Regions from separate parts of the Sus scrofa genome. Here all the other regions are linked to region 3. The links are chromatin contacts, called in public Hi-C and HiChIP or PLAC-seq maps. All regions are on one chromosome and are shown on one strand. Each heading gives the region's core, a stretch centred on a gene start, on an enhancer-like site or on the middle of the called end of the contact. The rest is flanking DNA. Distances are from core to core; before and after follow the strand shown. Region 1 holds the start of CALCOCO1 (calcium-binding and coiled-coil domain-containing protein 1). Region 2 overlaps ATF7 (cyclic AMP-dependent transcription factor ATF-7). Region 3 holds the start of ATF7 (cyclic AMP-dependent transcription factor ATF-7).

Region 1 (3,259 bases), core at 327-2,826, 92 kb before region 3:
GACCATTTGTGCTTCAATCCTGATTCTACCACTTGCTAGGTAGTGGTGGTAAGTCTATGACCCCAGGTAAGTCACTTAATAGTCTGTGCCTCAATCTTCATCTTATGTAAAGTGGGAATAATAAAAGGGCCTACTATATAAGGGTATTGTATTATATGGAAAAGTCCTTAACATAGTTTAAACACATTGTAAACACCCAATAAACAAAAGTTACTATTTTGAGCTCCAGCTGAGACTGAGTTTTCCTATAAGCCTTTATGCCAGGTGGAAGACAAAAACCAAGAACAACTGAGACTTGGGCACCTGAACAGGCCTCACTCTTAACCCACCCCAGGACCTTGAGCCATCTCTGCAACCAGCAGCTTGTCCTAACTCATAAATCCTGACTAGTGACGCTGACATGTCACCTTAATGTTTGTGAAGCCTGATGATTTATTGCTAAGTGCTTGGAGATCTTCAATATGAAAGGCACCCAAGGGCAGGCACCAGACACACTATTGTCATAAAAGCAAAATACTACCCCAAAACTTGGAAAAGGCAGAGGCACCATAACTTAATGCAGCAGAAAATTAAAGCAGAAGAGCAAATCAATCCTTAGACTGTAATTCCTTAATACAGAGACTGAGAGAGATCATTTTTTGAATGCCTCAGACCCCGTGCAGGATGCCCAGGTCTTTAATGGACTCGTGACTTGAGGGTGCGTGGGAGGAATGTGAATCTTTCACCTCTTCTAAACAAAAAACAGGAGCAACAACATGTATTATTATCTTAATGAATTTAAGCCAGTTAAAAGGCTTGGGCAAACCAGCCGGGTAAGTGGCTTGTTTCTGAACTGTCCTGCATTATGCCATGTTCCCTTTTCAACGTGGTTCTCCTCACTTCACCTCTGCCCTCCCAACCAACAACACCTCGGACAATGGGTCCTCCTTCTGGACCTAGAGGACGCTGAGGGGAGCCCAGTCCAGTGTTGGCAGGCGTCTGGAACTGAAGCCCTCGAGTTAGAAAAAAAAAATCCTCAGTGGTGCAGAACACATAGTTTTTGCAGGGCTGCCCCTGAGGATGAAGCAATGAAGAAACTGCTACCACAGTTTCCTATCCCCTAGACGGTAGGTAGTTGTGATGTAGTGGCAAGAGCACTGGGAGTCGTGCAATCCTACCCTCTCATAGCTTTGATACTTTAGATCGGTTCCGTAACCTTTCTGGGCTTTAGTGTCTCCATCTGAAAGGCGTGGATAACAAAACCGCCTACCTCACAAGTTGTCGTTAAAAGTAAGCGAAAGTGTGTACCTGAACTCGTTCGGCCCACTCTATAATGTATTTTAAAGACAGCTTTCGAGCCGTAACTCCTCCCCACCCCCAACCACGCACGGTACCAACCGGCAGTCGCCACTAACGTAGCCTGCCCCCCTCCTAAGGCATCATGGGCTGTGAAGTTCTTTGCTGGCCACACCCTCGTTCACGGTCACGGAAGTGAGAACTACGCCTCCCAGGATGCTGCTGTGAGGCCTCCCCCGCGGCCGCCCTCTACTCCGCCCTCCTTGCGCACAGACTCCTGGGTTATGTAGTCCTAGATCCGCACTGGCTCGCCGGCAAAAAGGCTCGGAGGAACCACAAACCCCAGAAGCCCTCGCGTCCACCCTTCTCCCTCCCCTCCTGGAGTCGGAGTGCTGTTTTTGTTGTTGGTGAAAGGTGAGGGAACAGCTGATCCGTCTGTGGGGTAAGAAACTTGGCCTAATTTGGGGGCGGTTTTATGGGGGGCCACCCCACTTTCAAGCCTGTGAAAGGATCATCTAAGGGAACCGGTAAAGGCGGGTGGAGGAGCGTTTGGGTGTTAACACTTTCCGTACTGGAGAAACCACCCCCACAGTTTTGAGAGTTCTTGGTCTCAGGGGGGCCGTGATCAAGGGGATACCCAGTCACTGTTCTCGCCTCCATCTCAGTCCTTCTTTATAAAGCTTGAAACGCTTAAGGGAGTTGAGGGAGGCCGAAGTCTGCTTATTCTCAGCCAGGCAAGACTTGGCCTCACAAACCTTCCCGTTCCCCTCTCCCCCAGCCACCCTCCGCCCCACCTCAATCTAAAGGCCTTTATGCCACTGAATTCCTGAAGGAAAACATTACAAGGTGTAGAATGTTAAAAGAACTCTGAAGCCCTACAGCGTGGGGGGATGAGACACCCCCCCCCCCCGCAAAGCAAACAACCGAATCAGGCTACACATACACACTTCAGGTGCCCAGTGCTCTCTTTCAGGCCTGGGGATATTTCCAGCTGTTAGGAATTTTTTTTGTAGGGAGTATATGGGGTTCCCCCGGCTTAGATCTTTGAGGACAATTCACCCCCTCCTGGAAAGCCAGAAGAATTGTATTTAGAAAAAACATGGGCTGGTTTTAAGTAAGGATTTTTCAGAGATAAAAATTCAGAGAAACCTCTTGTCCTCAATTCAGTCTCTATTTTGGAGGAAGAAGTAGCTTCTTTCTGTAGAGCTGGCCCATCTTGCCTTCTCTAAGGCGTTTTTGTCTTCTTTTAAAGTCTCTACCCACCTGACTTCAGCCTCAGTGTGGGTTTGTGGTGTTTGGGGGCGTGCATATGACTAGTGCCTGTGGCTGACACAGGAGGAAGATTAGTGAGCTAGAGAGGAGAAATGACAAGGGCCATCTCACAGGCCTGGCCTGAGGATTCTCTTGATTGTTATCCTTCTTCGTCCCACCCCCATTCTTTCCAGTGAATTTTCCCCACCTAGCTTGGAACATCTCTTCCTCTCAATCCCTCCTATAGCATGCCTCCAACTACCAATCTGAGCAGCTGGAAGGATTAAGGCACTTGGAATTAAGGCTTAGGGGAGCAGAGAGAAAATGGGTAGGGAAATACGAGAGCTGGGTTCACATAGAGTCAGACCAGTAGATTTCTAACCCTGCTCCTGGCAAGACCTGAAGAGAAGAATGTGAGGTTCTTTTGGAACTCTCTTTCCTTCTCTCAACATCATGTGTACCTTTCCCCATCCCAAGGCCCCTTACTTCAGTCTGTCCCTGCCCCAGGGGTGGGGCTTTCCTGGCTCCAGGCCCCCACATTCCATCTCCCCACAGCACCACGTTCCTGCTGAGTGTTTCACTCCACCCTTGAAGCAGCCGCCTCCAGCATTCTTGACTTCCTGGAGTAATGATTGAAAACCTGTCTTTCCTTATATCCTCCTTTTTGCTTTGTCTCTTGGATGAGAGTGCAAGCTTTTTTTTTTTTTTTTTTTTTAATCCATGGTAGATGACT
Region 2 (3,577 bases), core at 693-3,192, 65 kb after region 3:
CCATGATGGGAACTCCTATAGTCAAGTGATTTTTGACAAGGATGCCAAAACCATTAAGTGGGGAAAGGGATAGTCTTTTCAACAAATGATGCTGCGAAAAGTGGATTTTCACTTACAAAAGAATGAAGTTGGACTCTTCACCACATACAAAAATTAACCCAAAATGGATCAAGGACTTAACTAAATTAGAAGTTCCCTTTGTGGCACAGCGAAAACAAATCCGACTAGTATCCATGAGGATGCAGGTTCAATCCCTGGTCTTGTTCAGTGGGTTAAGGATCTGGCATTGCTGTGAACTGTGATGTAGGTCACAGACGCAGCTTGGATCTGGCATTGCTATGGCTGTGGCTCTGGTTGGTGGCTGTAGCTTTGGCCTAGACTGGCAGCTGTAATTCCAATTCGACCCCTAGTGCGGAAACTTCCATATTGCTGCAGGTACAGCCCTAAAAAGCAGGAAAAAAAAAAAGTGAAAACACACATTTTTCCAAAAAAAAAAAAAAAGATGTACAGATAGCCAACCAAGCACATGAAAAGATGCTCAATATCTCTAATCAATAGAGAAATGGAAATCAAAACTGCAGTGAGACACTACTTCAGACCCATTAGAATGGCTACTTTTTAAAGAAAAAAAAATCAGAGTTCCCTTAGTGGCTTAGTGGTTAATGAATCTGACTAGCATCCATGAGGACACAGGTTCCATCCCTGGCCTTGCTCAGTGGGTTAAGGATCCGGTGTTGTCATGAGCTGCGGTGTAGGTCACAGACGCAGCTCAGATCTGGTGTTGCTGTCATTGTGGCGTAGGCCAGCAGCTATAACTCTGATTCGACCCCTAGCCTGGGAACTTCCATATGCCATGGGTGCAGCCCTAAAATGCAAAAAAAAACAAAAAAATCAATGCTTGCTGCAGCAGCATATATATAAAATTGGAAAGATACAGAGAAGATTAGCATGGCCCCTTTACAAAGATAACATGCAATTTCATGAAGCTTTCCATATTAAAAAAAATCATAATAAATTTTTTAAAAATAGGAGTTCCCTCGTGGCTCAGCAGTTAATGAACTGGACTAGTATCCATGAGGACCATGGGTTTGATCTCTGGCCTTGCTCAGTGGGTTAAGAATCCAGCGTTGCTGGGATTTATGGTATAGGTCGCAGACACGGCTTGTATCCTACCTTGCTCTGGCTATGGCGTAGGGCAGCAGCTACAGCTCGGATTTGACCCCTAGCCTGGGAACCTCCACATGCCATGAGTGTGGCCCTAAAAAAGACAAATGATGATAATAATGAGTGTTGGTGAGGATATGGAGAAATTGGAACCTTTGTGCATTTCTGGTGGCAATATTAAAATGGTATAGCCAATGAGGACAACAGCATGACAGTTCCTCAAAAAATTAAAAATAGAATTCCTGGAGTTCCCTGGTAGCCTAGAGATTAAGGATTCAGCATTGTTACTGCTGTGGCTCGGGTTTGATCCCTAGCCTGGGAACTTCCACATACTGTAGGCATGGCCAAAAAAAAAAACCCAGAATTACTATATGATCCAGCAATTCCATTTCTGAGTATATGCCCCCAAAGAATTGAAAGCAGAGTTATTTGTACAGCCATATTCATAGCAGTATTGTTCACAATAGCCAAAACATGGAAGCAACCCAAATGTCCATCTGCTGATAAATGGACAAACAAAATGTGATATATACATACAATGGGCTGTCATGTAGCCATAATAAAAAGGAAGGAAATTCTGCAATATTCTGCAACATAAAGGAACCTTGAAGATATGCTGAGTGAAGTAAGTCTCAAAAAGACAAATACTGTATGCTTTCATTCAAATGAGGCCCTTAGAATAGGCAGAATCATAAAGACAGAAAGTATAGTGGTGGTTGCCAGGAGTTGGAGGGAGAGTGGGAAGTTATTGTTTAATGACTATGGAGTTTCAGTTCTGCAGGATACAGAGAGTTATGAGCAGGGATGGTAGTGATGGTTGCACAATATGAATGTATTTAATATCACTAAACTGTACACTTAAAATGGTTTCAGTGATAAATTTTATGTGTATTTTACCACTATCAAAAAATAAAGAGGAGTTCCCGTCATGGTGCAGCAGAAACGAAACTGACTAGGAACTATGAGGTTGTAGGTTTGATCCCTGGCCTCACTCAGTGGGTTAAGGATCCTGCATTGCTGTGGCTGTGGCATAGGCCAGCAGCTACAGCTCCAATTCGACCCCTAGCCTGGGAACCTCCATATGCCTCGGGCGCAGCCCTAAAATAAAATAAATAAATAGATAAATAAATAAAAATAAAGAGAGTGAGAGAAGGAGAAAAGGTTTATACTTACTGGGTATTCCGTCATGGCTCAGTGGAAATGAATCCGAGTAGTATCTGTGAGGATGAGGGTTCTATCCCTGGCCTTGTTCAATGGGTTGAGGATCTGGTGTTGCTGTGAGCTGTGGTGTAGATCGCAGACACGTCTCAGATCCCGCATTACTATGGCTGTGGCATAGGTCAGCAGCTACACCTCCAATTTGACCCCTAGCCTGGAAACCTCCATATGCTGAGGGTGTGACCCTAAAAGACCAAAAAAAAAAGAAAAAGAAAAAAAGAAACCCTCAACATTTATACTTACTGCTTTACTGTGATATACTAGGGAATCCATAGAAATTGAGATGCCCAGGACCTTCTAAGTACAGTTAAACCTCAAATAAGATTATATTTCTCAATCCCATTAGGCCAAGATATAAAAATAAAACACCTAATCTTTCCCCATACTGATAAGAAATTGTATCTGCCTCTCTTTCCTGCACTGCCCAACACTGGTTGGAGTTGACCTATGTGACCTTTGGAGCTCATTACCTTTTTGCTGTGATTTATTAGGCACCTGCAGCTTATTTGGCACAAGACACACCCTTGGGGCTCATGATTTTTCACATTTGTCATAAACAGGAGGAGGGAACAGGAGCGAAAATAAAAATGAGTGATCAGGTGTGGCTGTGCATTTAAAACTTCCGCTGCTTAGAGGAATGGTTGCATCATTGGTCTGTCTGTTGTGGAATAATGCATTAATGTTAATCTCAGATCCTAACAATGAAGATCTAGCAATTCATTGTTGATTATGGATTTTAACATTCTTTTTCCACTCCCCAACCCTCACCTGGCTTGTTGATTTGATTGTAATATACCTTTTCCTCTTGTCGGATACTCCAGGGTAAACTTTGTAAAAGGAGGAATCCAGTTCTTGACACTGCTTGATACCTGTGAGATGCTGATACTCTGCCCAATAAAATTCAAGTCATTGGGATCCGAAAAGGAAATGCTTAAAAAGATGTGGTTAAAATTACCACCAGTGGTTTGGGGCATGAAGAAGGAAAAGGTTGCTATTGATGAATTGCCATTTTTTTGCACAGAACATTTTAGTTGGTAATAAAATAAAGTTCAGCGATGGAATCAGATACCTGAAGAAAATAAATTTGCCACAAGGCATCAATGTCCTTTCATGTGAAAGCGGTATAATTCCAGTGTACTTGAAGTGTCCTAAGTGCCTTTCTGTATTAAAGGGAATCTGTATTATTTTGGTGTTT
Region 3 (3,530 bases), core at 345-2,844:
ACTGCTGTTATATAGAAATCTCCCATACATACTGAGGGTCTGCTGCTATCATTGTATTTTTTTTTTTGTTTTTTTCTTTTTGGCTGCCCCATGGCTTACGGAGATCCCAGGCCAGGGGTCAGATCACAGCTGCAGTCATGACCTAAGCCACAGCTTAGTATCCCAAGCTCTACTAAAACACCGCCAATCCCTTTGCGCCACAGCGGGAACTCCTATCATTGTATTCTTTTAAGTAGAAATTGTTTTAGGAGAGAGTAGATTGGCAACCAGGACCCCTCTCAGCTTTTCTCAATTCACTTCGCAAGAACATAGGTGATTGTACGCTGCTCTTTCACTTTTGTTACCTAGGGAGAAATCACCTGGATTCTTTCTACCTTTCAGAGGCTGTGAAGACAGATGAGATCCTAGGCAGGAAGTTTAGAAAGCTGATATAAAACTGCAAAAGGAAGCTTCCTGAGAGAGATTCCAGAGGTAACATTTTGAGTCAACCATCCTTATAATTACAATAATGTTTTTAAAGTATTTCTCGGGGAGTTCCCATCGTGGCTTAGTGGTTAATGAATCTGACTAGGAACCATGAGGTTGTGGGTTCCATCCCTGACCTTGCTCATTGGGTTAAGGATCCGGTGTTGCTATGAGCTGTGGTGTAGGTTGCAGACGTGGCTCTGGCGTAGGCAGGCGGCTACAGCTCTGATTAGACCCCTAGCCTGGGAACCTTCATAAGCCGCACGTGCAGCCCTAGAAAAAGACAAAAAAAAAAAAGTTTTTCTTGGAGTTCCCATTGTGGCAAAGCAGAAATGAGTCCGACTAGTATCCTTGAGGATGCAGGTTCAATCTCCAGCCTCAACTGGTCTGGGATCCAGTGTAGCCATGAGTTGTGGTAGGTAGGTCGCAGACGCAGCTCGGATCCTGAGTTGCTATGGCTGTGGTGGTGGCTGGCAGCTGTAGCTCTGATTAGACCCCAAGCCTGGGAATCTCCACAGGCTGCAGGTGCAGCCTTAAAAAAATAAAACTAAAAAATCAAGGTTTTTTTTTTAGTTGTAAATACCACATAACAAAATTTACCACCTTAGTAACCATATGAGAAATTTTTAAATGGTCTTTGCATTTGATGTTTCACCCAAAATCTTCCGAAGGCTGTCTCCTTCTCATAGTTCAATTCTTCAAGGAAGTGATAATTCTGAAGGCCTGCATTTTGTAAAAAGTCTCCAATTCCTGTGGTTGAACTTTTGGTAGAAGTTCTCCACTGCCATAAACAGTCACACACAGAGCAGATTATGGCCACAGTTATGCTACTCTAAGTGCAAAGAAGAAAATGCAACTACTCAACTGTTTGGAATCTTGTATAGCTGTCTCAGTTTTTCCCCTTTTTTAACAGCTTTATTGAGGTATAATCTCCTCTCGTTTTTAAAGTGCGCTCCTTTAAGATGATCTCATTCTGTAGAATGAGAACCTTTGAATCTCCAGTACTACAGGCACCTGTAAGGATTCCCTTTCCTTCTTTTTCTTTTCTCCCTTACACTAGGCAGCCGAACACGTGTAACCACCGCCTAGAGAACTTGTTCAGCCTCCCTACCTAGCCCTGCCCACTCAAAGTCCAGCCCCTTCTTTTTTCGGAGGCCAGTCCCTCGGCCGCTTTCCAATTCAGGCCCAACAAATCTCGCCCTTCCTCCAACCCCCTCTCAACATCTCGCGAGAAGTGCGCGCGCCTGGCCGGACGAGAGGAAAGTATCTGCTCCGCTGAGGGGGGGGAAGAAGGAGCTGGAGGTAGATTGTGAGACGAAGCGCAGGCGGGCAGGAGGCGACGGAGCTACCAACGGGTAAGTCCTGTTAACATTAACTAGTCCATGAGCTGACGGGACTCTCCCCCTCAACTCTGGCCTGTCCCAGTGTCCCAGGCCGGGATCTCCCCTCCCAGTGTGTGTTGGACGGGGGCGCTGAGGCGGTGGCCGGGCCCTGTCTGAGGAAGAGGGTGGGGCGTGGGCTAAGGCCGACCAATAAAAGAGAAGGAGGCTACGATTGGCGGCGATGAGCACTAATAGGAGATCGTCTTTACCTTGCGGAGTGCCGCCCCCTTCTCTCTTTCCTCCCGCCTCCTTCCTTTGGGGGGGGAAGGCGGGGCCAGAGGCCTGAAGTGTGGGGAGAACTTGGGGTAAGTAGCCCCGGGGGGCGCAGGGCGTGGCAATGAGAGGGGAGTTGAATCCTGAGGGAATGGAAGTCTAGTGGAGGCTGGAATGGGGTGGAATGGGAGGAAGGGGTGGGGTACTAAATTGGTTGAAGACCCAGGGTTTCTTCCAAGAGTGGGGTTAGAGGCTTGGCATTGGAAGCGGCAAGGGTAATAGGCAGGAGGTAGGGATGAGTAGGTGAAAACATGGTACTTGGTTTGGCTGGAAAGATAGAGGTAAATCATTGGAAGTGAGAGCACGGCATTTCGACTGAATTATAAAAAAGAGTATTAGGGACATGATAGCAGGAAAAAAGTGGATATGGAGAAAATTAAGTGAGTGAGTTTGGGAAGACTTAATAGTGGTGTGTTAATGGCCAAAAGGCATCACTTTAGAGAGGGTATGGGGGAATCCAGAGAAGTAAGGGAGGTGTTTGGTTAGGAGACGGCTGATATATACAAGCGTTTAGCCTAGGTATCAGAAGAAGCCTGGGAAATAGATGTAGGACTTTTGGTGGATATTGCACCCAGTCTCGTGACCAGCCTGCAAGAGAGGTGGGATAGGGGTAGAGAAGGAGAAAAATAGAGCACTTTCATCACTTCTACTCTGATTTCCTTTCTCCCCCTCTTCCTCTTCCCGCACTTCATCTCTTCAACTCAGGGATGGGGGCTTGAGACTTAAGCAGCCAAGTTGGAGCCCCATAGGGAGTTATATGTTGCTCTCAATTGCTTGTTATGTTCTCCGACTGGGGTGTTTACTACCCAGGGCACCTCCTACCCAGATTCCCGCGTTGCTGCTTTACTAACTTTAAAAGTTTGTTTTCTCCTTAACAGAGGGTGTTTTAATATCTCTGAGGGTTGTGTCATAGTAAGTGTAGGTTTGTGGGGGTATGCAGAGCTTTCTCTGAAAGCTCGCTTGAGCCCTGTGTTTAAAAACTTTGCAGTAATGCAAGTTATTCTTGTAGAGACATCGGTCTTTATAGGTATTCTAAGCACAACAAAATATCCTAAATTGAAATTTGTTTTGTCAAATATGTTTCTTACCCACTGATATTCTGGAAGAGTTGCTAAATGGTCGCAGTTTTATTTAGCTTATATATTTTTTAATGGTGTAAATAAAATGCACACATATTTCAGGAAAGTGAAAAAATTTCAGCTTCTTCCTTTGTGTCCAGACTCAGAAGCTAAAGATATGTCATAATATCTTAGGGCAAGGGTTGGGGAAATCAAACACAATTTGTACTTAAACATGGAGGATATAAGGTAAGTGGAGATGATTGCGAAATTTAACATGTCCGTAAGAAAAGAAGCTAAAGGAAAGTTTGGCAGCTATACTAAGTAGTCTTACCAGTTCTTAATTCTATAC

The links. Hi-C and Micro-C count contacts between places; a contact is called where the count stands out from the background. HiChIP or PLAC-seq counts read pairs in DNA pulled down with a chosen protein or histone mark.
Region 1: a Hi-C map of liver shows a contact between it and region 3, with 6 times the contacts expected there. The contact joins the promoter of CALCOCO1 here to the promoter of ATF7 in region 3. A contact is called at or near these places in 3 of 47 Hi-C or Micro-C datasets (heart right ventricle, liver and skeletal muscle).
Region 2: an H3K27ac HiChIP or PLAC-seq map of alveolar macrophages shows a contact between it and region 3. The contact joins the enhancer-like site here to the promoter of ATF7 in region 3. A contact is called at or near these places in 6 of 47 Hi-C or Micro-C datasets (embryonic fibroblasts, epiblast stem cells, fibroblasts and 3 more) and 2 of 2 datasets of contacts at active chromatin or transcription factors (alveolar macrophages and skeletal muscle).

Annotation. Positions count from the first base shown.
Region 1 is chr5:18,928,719-18,931,977 of Sscrofa11.1, reverse strand. CALCOCO1 (calcium-binding and coiled-coil domain-containing protein 1) reads left to right here and starts at 1,576. Exons shown (of 15, transcript XM_005652574.3): 1 at 1,576-1,717. It overlaps LOC106507255 (a long non-coding RNA gene), which reads right to left and starts at 1,370. Exons shown (of 4, transcript XR_002343963.1): 1 at 1,288-1,370.
Region 2 is chr5:18,771,581-18,775,157 of Sscrofa11.1, reverse strand. The region is part of intron 2 of ATF7 (cyclic AMP-dependent transcription factor ATF-7); the gene reads left to right. Among named protein-coding and RNA genes, the nearest start is that of NPFF, 49 kb to the right of the region's middle. Within about 2 kb of position 1,942, at least 1 of the 83 cell types and tissues checked has an H3K27ac peak or open chromatin away from gene starts, as enhancers often do. A contact at or near this core is called in alveolar macrophages, where this site is marked.
Region 3 is chr5:18,836,734-18,840,263 of Sscrofa11.1, reverse strand. It overlaps ATF7 (cyclic AMP-dependent transcription factor ATF-7), which reads left to right and starts at 1,594. Exons shown (of 11, transcript XM_013987080.2): 1 at 1,594-1,820.